2 separate regions of the Mus musculus genome follow, and region 1 is linked to region 2. Evidence: chromatin contacts called from public promoter capture Hi-C data. All regions are on one chromosome and are shown on one strand. The core of a region is the stretch at or near the end of the contact, and the rest is flanking DNA. Distances in the headings are between cores, read along the strand shown. Region 1 holds the start of Bbs2 (Bardet-Biedl syndrome 2 (human)). Region 2 holds the start of Dnaja2 (DnaJ heat shock protein family (Hsp40) member A2).

Region 1 (4,898 bases), core at 1,010-3,509, 8.5 Mb before region 2:
TTTCCCCTCATCCTCTGTTAACTCTTCTCCCGACCTTCCCTAAGGTGCTTACTCTAATAGCTGTGCATTTCTTGTTCTCTCTGACTTCTGTTTGCCAGTTCTAGGAGAGAAGAGATTTGTCTGTTATTGCTATCTATTCTCTGGAAGATTGTCGGGCACACAGTAGGCTCTCAAACATATGTGCAGAATGAATGGTTCGTTGCAACTTTTTAATTTTGCATGTTTGTATCTAAAAGAATATATCCCTGAAGTTCACAAGCAGTTCCCCACTCTCAAACATTTCTGGCTTAAAACAAGATCGTTCCCACACATATCTGTAGCCAGAAGTCTGAAATGACGGTATTAATAGGAGACTGTTTCCTCTGAACATTCTAGGGAAGAATTCTGAGCTTCGGGAGCCTTCAGGCACTCTTCAGTTTAGAGTAGCATCTTCAATTGGTGCCTATGGCTGTTTCTGTCTTCTCTCCCTCTTAAAAGGATACATATCATTAGAATTAGGGGCCACTCTAATCCAGGATGACCTCATTTCAAGCTCTTTAACTTACATCTGTAAAGACTGCTCTCCAAATAAGGTTACCTGTTGCCACCAGCAGTGAGGTGTGTGCCAGAGATACAGCTCCACTCTGCCACCTGCAGCAGCCCAAGCACTGGGCACTCCTTTCTGAGACCTCCATCCAAGTGACAACAGGATTCTTGGTTTCACTGCAGCAAAGAATTCCAGGACCAGACAGTTTGAAGCAGTTGAAGTTTCCTGAGATTTTGGTCACCAAGATGGCTCAGCAGGTTAAAAACAACATGGCTGATGACATGAGTTTGGTCCCTAGAACACATGGTATTGTTTTACACACACACACACACACACACACACACACACACCATATACCATACATAATTAATGTAATGTAATATGCTATACTATAATATAAGCATAACGGGGAGGGGCTGGGAAGGAGTTTAAAAGAGAGGATAGGTGCTAAGGGATAGAATAATACATAGCCAAAAGCTTGGATGTGGGTTTCAAGAGGGAACGACTCACTTAGTATCTTATCAGCTACATAGACTGCTTAGTAGCTCTAGTTATATCTCAATGGGCTGTTAGGAATTCCACCCCACTCCCATCTTCTTTCTCTCTTTTGTTTTACTTTGAAAATTAGCTTACAAAGTAGCAGGTCTTTTATGACATTTTCATGCATACTATGGCTGGCTGATCCTTCTCACCTGCTAGTTCCTTTCTTCTACTCCCCCCCCCCCCCCCCCCCCCCCCCCCCCCCCCGCACATTTACTCTTCTTTCTTTCCCTTCTTTTTGATGAATACGTTTATAAGGTGACTTCACCGGTGCTTTGAGTAGAGTTTGCAATTTGCTAAGATGAACCGACTTGTCACAAGGATGTAAAGAGTTAAGTCACATCATTTATTTAAGTAGGGTTTCTTGTGAGGTCCCTAGCAAATTACAGATTTACAGCTGGCAAAGGAGAAAGGCCATGTCCGTTTAGTACTTAAGCAGGATTCAGTGCTTTTTCAACATTCTTAGTTGAAAGTCTTTTCATATAAAGGGCATGTTGTCTCTAGCTGAGCAACTTTGTACAAATGCTAATTGTCCTGAAAATCTTGACTCAGCTGGTGGAGCGCCTTAACTGGACTTGGGAGAGAAGTACTCTTTCCCTTCCCATGTCCCTCAACTTTGCATCGTTCTCTACTGCTTTATATTTACCACCTAAACTATTTAAATAAACTATACTCTTTACTTTTATCTTGAGGGGATTATTATTTTCGGGTTACTATTGACGTTTGCCTGGGCATAACAGCTAAAGCAAGGGATACACTAAGCACTTTAACGTTAGTTTTGTTTTGTTTTTTTAATCGTGCGTGTGCATGTCCTTGGAGCTGGTTTTCTGCTTCCAACTCGGGTCATCAGGGTTGGTATCAAGTGTCTTCACCCACTTAACTATCCGCCCCGTAAAGCCTTAGTTCTTGAACGAATGAAAGGGTGACATAGTGTGTGGCGTGTACGGGGTGCAGCTTGGCTGACACGCTACAGAGAATCCTGGGGAGGTACTGGCTTAGACACCGCCATCCCAGACGCCAAGGTAAGGCTTCATCTAACACTAATTTACAGCCGCAGTCCGAGGACAGACAAAGAACGCAGGCCAACCAGGCACGACGCCACTGCGCAGTCGCAGGAGCTAGTTGGGACTTGCGTAGCTCTGCCGCTGGGAGGGTCCGCGCAGGCGTAGAGAGAGTTGGCGACACCGATCGCGCTCTAGTCTGCGCTTCCGGCGCCGGGCCTGTGGCGTTCCGCAGTCCTGCGTGTATTTACCTCCTACTCCTCATCCGCTGCTAGGCAACCGGCCGGCCAAGCTGCTTGCCTTGCGCCTGCGTCGGGCATCTGTCTTCCGCCCCTAGCTGGCGCCATCATGCTGCTGCCTGTGTTCACTCTGAAACTGCGCCACAAAATCAGCCCCCGCATGGTGGCCATAGGGCGCTACGACGGGACTCACCCGTGCTTGGCTGCCGCCACCCAAGCGGGCAAGGTAACCGCTCCCACCCGGACTCCTGCCTCCTCCAGATCCCGCCCCTCACGCTGCCCCGCCCCCTGCCCGCATTGCCTGGCAACCGGTCGCCGCTGTCCTTGGCTCCAGTCCCATCAAAGTGGGATTTCAAAGAACAGCTTTGTAGCAGTGACGTTTTTTATCACCAGGTTCTCAGTGTTGAACAGTATTGAGGACAGATCAGGAACCTAGGGAAAAGAAGTCTCAAGAAAAAGGAGCGCTTGTCCAGGAGTAGCAGCGATTGCTGACTCCAGATTCATGCCCAGGGCCTCTGCTTGCCTCCAGGATTCTCTTCCATATTTGCCTCTTTACAGTGGAGGAAGCGGGTGGGGTGGGGACAACAACCCAATGTTAAATTCAGATTGTAGTTTTGGTCCTTGATCACGTACATTCAGATCTTATCCCCATAACCTAAGTGTTCATTAAATGGTTATTATGAGCCACATACTGAGAAAGGGGTGTCAGGGTCACAGATAAAAAAAAAATTCAGATTTAGACCCAGTTTGCAAACAAAAGAAATTGTGAAAGTGAGATTGAATTCTTGTTGTTAGACTCAGCAGGTATGCCAGGTACACAATTGCATTTGTGTAAGGAGTTTTCAAGACACTGCCATGTGTGTTGTATGTTACCTTATATGCTACTTCTAGGGTTCCGTAGCAGGAACATAAGGATTCGTTTAAATGGGTTATGATTTCATAAACTGGTATGGTGAAGTAAAATGCTGAACATTCGTCTTGGTATGTGATGCTACTAGTTAAGAGGCGCTACCAGTCCTGAGGTAGTGCTACACATTTGTTATTTTATCTGTTCAAGAGATTGGGATCATAAGTTCAAAGCTAGCCTGGGCAACATAGGAAGACCCTGTCTCAAAATTAAAATTTTAGAAGAAGGGAGTTCTTTGTCCAATTGTCACTTGGATAAAGGCATGCACTGCTAAGTTTGATGACCTGAGTTCTGTCCTAGGGACACACAACATGGAGAGAGATCTGACTCTTGTAAGTTGTTGTCATCTGACCTTCACATGTGCTATAGAGCCTGGACACACACACATACCCACACACACACACACACACACACACACACACACGAATATTCAAATAGTAATATTAAAAAGGCTGATGATGTAACTCAGTGGTAGAACGATTGCCTAACATACTCAACAGCCTGGGTTCAGCCTCCTGAGCTGCCCTTATCCCAGGCACTGACAAACATCCAAAAGAAGTTCGCATCCACATATGCATATGTGCATATACATGTTCGTAGAATGGAGTACTGCAATATAAGAGGCAACGATATCCCACTGGTGTTACCTTAACCCCTAATTTGAGGTACAATCATGTGCTGGACACTTTTCCTAACTCTGCAGATACTGCGATAAATGAAATTTCACCTCTAGAGCTTACATTTGAGAGAGTAAGCAGAGTGTATATGTATATGATATATCATGTCAGAATATGTAATAGGATATGAACTGTATATGGTATAGACACACACTGATACATATATTTAAATTATGCAATACTATGTAATGGTATTTTCTTTCTTCTCAGCACGGGCCAGTAGCCTTTGCTTCTTCTCTTGCTTTGTCTCTGGCCTGTGCTTGTGTGCAAGCTTAAGCAGCTGAGTAGCTGTCTGCCTGTTCAGAGCCTGGGTGAACTGGTTAATGGCAGGAGGTACTTTGAGCCACTCAAAGAGGATGGCTCTTTGCTGCTGCAACCTGATGTAGCTGGGCCATTTGACTAAGCATGTTAGATCTCTTTTGGGCTGGATTTCCTCCCCAATGCCAAAGTTGTTGGGCCTTTTCTCAAAGGATTGACCACCTTTTTGACTTCCTGTTTCTTGATGATGGCAGGGGCCCCGGGGCCACCTTCTTCCCCTCTTCCCCTTGGCCTTCTTTCCTTGGGGCATCTTGCTTGGCTGGAGGAGAGAGAAAGAAGAGGGAATTGTGGGTGATGAGTCCTGTGGAATACATCTTAAATTCAGTCAGAGGTGGGTTACTCCCTCAGCGTTTGCCTCTCACTGAGTTTGTTGCACTGGCATTTGTTGCAGGCAGGTCATCTTTGTCGATCTCGGGTTTTGTGGCTAGGTTGATGGCTGCCTTCTCTGGTATTGTGCAGAGGACTTTGTGTCATCATGAATGCTAGTCAGTAGGTGTGCAGCTTCTTGTTAGGCACCAGCTCAGCTCAGCTTCAAGTCTGAAGCATTGTCTTCAGTAGCAGAAGTCCCTTTGTTTTATTTTTACTTTATGCATAGCAGTACAGTTTACATATAAAATAGCACTGTAATAGAATGGTCTGATATAGCTCTAAATAGAAGTGAAAAAGGAAAAATTTCAGGTTACAATGACA
Region 2 (5,243 bases), core at 87-2,586:
TGATTAGGGGTCTTTGTAAAATTCAAAGTCAGAAGAAGGATGATCTGACTTCAACATCTGCCCCAGGGTTATTTTGGCTGATCTGGGTGTGTGGGTGAGTGTTCCCTCTTCTTCTTTGTATGTCCCTTCCTGAAACTGGGTATTTGATCAAGAAGAGAGGCTAATCTTTGGCAAAAGGGTATAAAATAGCTGTGGTCCCCTGCTAGAAACCTCCAAATAAGTCCTGGAAACCAGATAGATAAGCTATATTCTATTAAAGAATTTTGACTCACATGTGAGAACAGCATTCATGTCATAAATCATACTTATCAGGAAAACGAACATCAAATAAGACAGGAAGGTTCACCAGGTTATGAATTAAGGAAAACACTACAGGTTAAGGGGCATTTTGAATAGCAGAAGGAGCATCTAACTTCTCATGAGACTCTTCTGAGCGTTCAGGTTAAATTTCAGAAGTCTTAGCACGGCAGTGAAGGACCTCCAAAACTCGGTCAAGAAGAATAACAAGAAAGGTGTATCACCTCCACTGACAGACTTATGGCCAATGAGCAATTGTTTCCCAGTTCAGGTTTTCAACTGACCAGAAGTGTTTTACTATCGGAAAACCAGTTGGAAGGCAAGCTATACATTCTGGAATGTGGTAAAGCACAGAAATCTTTCAAGCTAAAGCAAAACGAAACTCGACTGACAGCCACCAAGTGCCGGCACGCTGCCATACTGTCTTATGCCAACCAAACCTTTGGCGTTAGCTAATTTTAAAGCTGTCAAGTGAGACACTTGAACACATGATCCCGGTGGAACAGGGTGACTTTGGTTTATCTGGATGCCCCGAAACCAACTGGGAATGTGTAAAAAAGATTTGTCCTTTCCTCCGATGTGACAGGATGGCTATGCCTTTAAAACCTCGTCTGCTAGGTATAAATCTGAGTATTTATGAATGAAATTGTTTCCCCTACGCAGAGGTGCTGAGGGGGAAGTTAAGGAGATGAAATGAGTTAGTGAAGGTGTTGATGAAATCACATCACGGGCGTAACTCGCTATTTGGGAACCTCACACACTCACACCCACGTGCTGTTTTTCACCGTGGCCCCGGGGGGACCACCCCGTGAGGATTCCACGCCGGCTTCTTTCCCTCAGGCCTCAGCCGCACCGAGAGTTCTTTATGAACGCCGCACACCGCTCCCCTCCACTCCGCGGTCGCTCGCGCGTCACGGAGCGGCGACAGGAAAGGGCCCCACCAGCCGCTCTCGGGCGCCCACCGCCCAACCCCGCCCCGCCCGGCCCCGGAGGCGGGGCCTTGTGGCGACGTCATGGCGCTGCGCCGGGTCAAAGTTCAGCCCCGCCTGCCTCCCCGCGCCGTCTCCTCGGCCTGCGCCGCCGCCGCTCGTGGTCCGGGTCGCGCTCCTTCCGCTCCGCCGCCTGCTTGCGAGTGCTGCCCGGCAGGCCGCCATGGCGAACGTGGCCGACACGAAGCTGTACGACATCCTGGGCGTCCCTCCCGGCGCTAGCGAGAACGAGCTGAAGAAGGTACTGGAGCGAGCCGGCCGGCGGGCGGGGCGAGGGCGCGGGGCCTGCGCGGTCTGGGCGGCCTGAGCCGGGCTGAGGCGCGGCGGCGGCGGGGGCGCAGTCGGCTCGGCTGACCTTGGGCCTCCGCCCGCCCGGCCCTGCGCAGACGCGGCCCGCCAGCTCGGCGCCCGGGGCCACCCGGAAAAACAGGTCGGACCGCGGTGCTCGCGCCGCCGGGCCGGGGAGGAGCTGACCGCCGGCGCCGGTGTGGGGCTGAGGGCCGCAGCCCCCGGCGCTGAGCAGGCTCCTCCCTCAGCCTCGCTCGCCCGGCAGCTGGAGCGGCGTGGGTCTGTTTGGAAGCATTGTTCTGTGGGCTGGAGATCTAAATACCCCGTGGCCGCTTCGGGGATGAGTCGTGTGCCCCAGCCAAACACCTGAGCGTGCACTCCCTAAAAATAAGACACGTCTTATTGTTGTCCTTTGTAGTAGTTCCAAATCATCTCGGGACTTGGGGTATTAATAAAGTCAGCATCTTCTCTGGCTGTCGGGATCCAATCCGCATTTGTAAACTGAGAAAAATAAGAATGTCCCGTAAGTACTGGGACTGGTAAAGTCCAAAGAAAAAGACTTCCTGTTACCCTACCGGAAATGGTAGGCTGTGTTATATAATTCATGAGTCTGTGTGAGGACTTACATGGTGCTTAACCACATCGCTTAATTGAAAGTATGTAGTTTCACCACCACCTAAGACCCCAGTTAGCCGACCGTGTGCGAGTAAAACATCACTTAGGACCTCCTGGGTGTCCTGTTAGAGGGCAGGCAGAGGAGCCAGCCAGCATGGGGAGAGATACTTGGTAGAAGTATCCTATGCTTAATTTGTAGTAGTGCTTGAGTTTCTGTAAAACGTAGTCACTCAATCTAAAATTTGTTTGGTTATTGTGGTCTCCTTGGTCTGGCTACTGGCCATCAAAGACATTTGATAATAGTTTGTAAAAAAAGAAAGAAAAAATGTTTCAGTATCTTCTTTGTTGTTTTATTTGTATTTTTCTTCAGTAACTTTGGGTATATTATTAGTAAATACTATTGAAGTGGAAAACGTTAAATAATAAGTGACATTTTTTGGAAGGCTGTAACTTTAGAACATTGCTTCTCAGAAAAGTGAATATCTTAAATTGTTTGCTGTGTATAACTCTTATCCAAAATCTTTTTTGAAGGCATACCGAAAGTTAGCCAAAGAATACCACCCTGATAAGAATCCAAATGCTGGAGACAAAGTAAGTCATTGAGTTTTATTCTTAAACTGAAACTTAAAATATATCACCCTCCCAGAAAGGAAAGTCCATTTATGCCTACAGAGTGAATTTTTCGCTGTTATTTTAATTTACTTGAAAATGACCTTAGTAAAACCTATTGCTTGTAATATTCTTCAAAGATAAGAAAAATTATAGCTATTGAGATAGCTCTGTGTTCCAAGTCTTGCTACCATATAAGCCTGACTACCTGAGCTTAATCCACAATGGAAGGATAGAAAGTTGTCCTCTGACCCCCATACATACTCCCACACTCATATGCATATATAATAGTGATGGTGATAACGGTCAGAGGACTATAGTTTTACAACGAGAATTCTAAGATATTTAGCAGTAGGTGATGAAGAGGACCAAAAGGAAACCAACTGAAACTCAAGGCTTTTTATTGAAGTTAAGTGGCTTCTGAATTTCTGAAGTCTTTCTCACATCCTTACACTAAAAAATCCAATTTTTTTACTTTTACTTTATAGTTTAAAGAAATAAGTTTTGCATATGAAGTATTGTCAAATCCAGAGAAGCGAGAGCTGTATGACAGATATGGAGAACAAGGCCTACGGGAAGGCAGCGGCGGAGGCGGTGGCATGGATGATATCTTCTCACATATTTTTGGTGGAGGATTGTTTGGCTTTATGGGCAATCAGAGTAGAAGTCGAAATGGCAGAAGAAGAGGCGAGGACATGATGCATCCACTAAAGTGAGTCTCTTTAAAAATGCTTCTCCAAACGGTGTTCCTTAGAGGGTGACTACAGAATATTTTGTCCTTTGTTTCAAAGTTCTTACTTTAAAATGTGTTCTTATTAAGTGACATTAATTAGATGTATTTTGCTTCAGGCCTTAAAAGGGTGGAAGGGTGCTCTAGAAATACAGGTCAGTTGATAAAGTGCTTAACTCACAGACACAAAATTCTGGACGTAAGCCAGATTGGGTGGTCTTTACCTATAATTACAACACTGGAGAGGTAGGGGCAAGAGGATCAGGCTTCAAGGTCATAAATACTCAACTGAATAGCTAGTTTGAGGCCAACCTGGGATACATAGAAGCCTGTCTCAAAACAACCAAGATCTTAAAGAATAGTTGATTTTTCCTGAGATTTTTTTTTTCACATGCTGTTGAGGTTGCCTGTTTGAAATTTTCAAATGTGGGTATTCTTTGAAGTAGTTTAAGTCAAAAGAATGGTTGTTTGTTTCGATTATTTACATGGCAGTGTTCCTCGTTACTTGATCCTCAATGCTAACTCTCCTAAATTGGTTTCCATGGAGCTAACTGGCTTCTAGCCTGGTATAACTGTCAGCATATAAGCGGTGTGGACTTTGATTTTGAATTAAGACTCCACAGCTCCTCTACAATCTGAAAATAGCCATTTCACTATATTTTACAATTATTTCACTAAAAATGTTTTTAATAACAAATGCAAGAGACTGAATTGAGGTGGGGAGAGCGAACCCTGCCTGGAGTTTTTAAGACAAGGTCTCATGAAGCTGGTTATGAATTCCTGGTATCCTGCCTCCACCTCAAACGTGCAGGGATCGCTGCTGTGTATGATCATGCCTGACTCTTAGTTGTTTGTTTAAAGTATTTCAATGACAGTTTTTGTTATTAGGGAGATGGGGGCTAGTGCTTGCTACCCTGCAGACATGAAGGTCAGAACAAATTGTAGAATTGGTTGAGTTGGTTCTTTTACCATGTGGGTTCCAGGGGATTGAACTCGGAGGCAGGTTTGGTGGTAATCCACAGCTATCTTACTGGTCTAGTTTTCTGTTTGTTTAGATGTATCTATTTGGTCTTATTTATATAAGTGTTTTGCTTGCATGTGTGTATGTCTGTACACTACACAAGTGCCTGGTTCTGGAGGTAAGAAGAGAGTGCCAGGTCCTCTGAAACTAGAGTTACAGATGGTTGTGAGCCACCCTGTGGATGAAATTGAAGCTGGGTCCACTGCAAGAATGAGTTCCCCAGCCCCACCATAGCTGATGGCTGGCTTTTTATACAAGTGCTGAGGATTGAACCCAGATACTGTAGTGCAGGCACATTACCAACTGATCTGTCTTCAGAGACACACACACCCCCCCCCTTTATTTTAAGCCGGAGCTTGTTATGTAGTCCAAGCAATGTTCTTCCACCTCTCCCTCCTGAATACTAGGATTACAGGTGTGCACCATCATACCTGCCTAGTAACTAACATTCTTTTGAGTGGCTTTATAATTCCATTTCATGATGATTAAGCATTTATCTCTCATGTGATGTGCAGGGAGGGGGCTAGAATGGATACTGTTGCTGTGCATTTCTTTGTATGCTGTTTTATCTCTGGCAGATTCCAAGCCAAGCATCCCTGGCTTTATTTCTTTTTGAAATAGTATCATACTGTAGCTAAGGCTAAGCTTGACTTCGTAACAACCCACCTGCATCAGGCTCTCAAGTGTTGAGATT

Evidence for each region. Promoter capture Hi-C pulls out the DNA fragments that hold promoters and counts their contacts.
Region 1: a contact with region 2 is called in a promoter capture Hi-C map of pre-B cells. The contact joins the promoter of Bbs2 here to the promoter of Dnaja2 in region 2. A contact is called at or near these places in 1 of 39 promoter capture datasets (pre-B cells) and 1 of 484 Hi-C or Micro-C datasets (CD4 T cells).

What each region holds. Positions count from the first base shown.
Region 1 is chr8:94,095,870-94,100,767 of GRCm38.p6, reverse strand. It overlaps Bbs2 (Bardet-Biedl syndrome 2 (human)), which reads left to right and starts at 2,259. Exons shown (of 17, transcript NM_026116.3): 1 at 2,259-2,532. The coding sequence starts at 2,416. Gm39226 (a long non-coding RNA gene) reads right to left here and starts at 1,226. Exons shown (of 2, transcript XR_879106.1): 1 at 578-1,226; 2 at 196-469.
Region 2 is chr8:85,551,454-85,556,696 of GRCm38.p6, reverse strand. It overlaps Dnaja2 (DnaJ heat shock protein family (Hsp40) member A2), which reads left to right and starts at 1,336. Exons shown (of 9, transcript NM_019794.5): 1 at 1,336-1,527; 2 at 2,721-2,780; 3 at 3,287-3,510. The coding sequence starts at 1,450.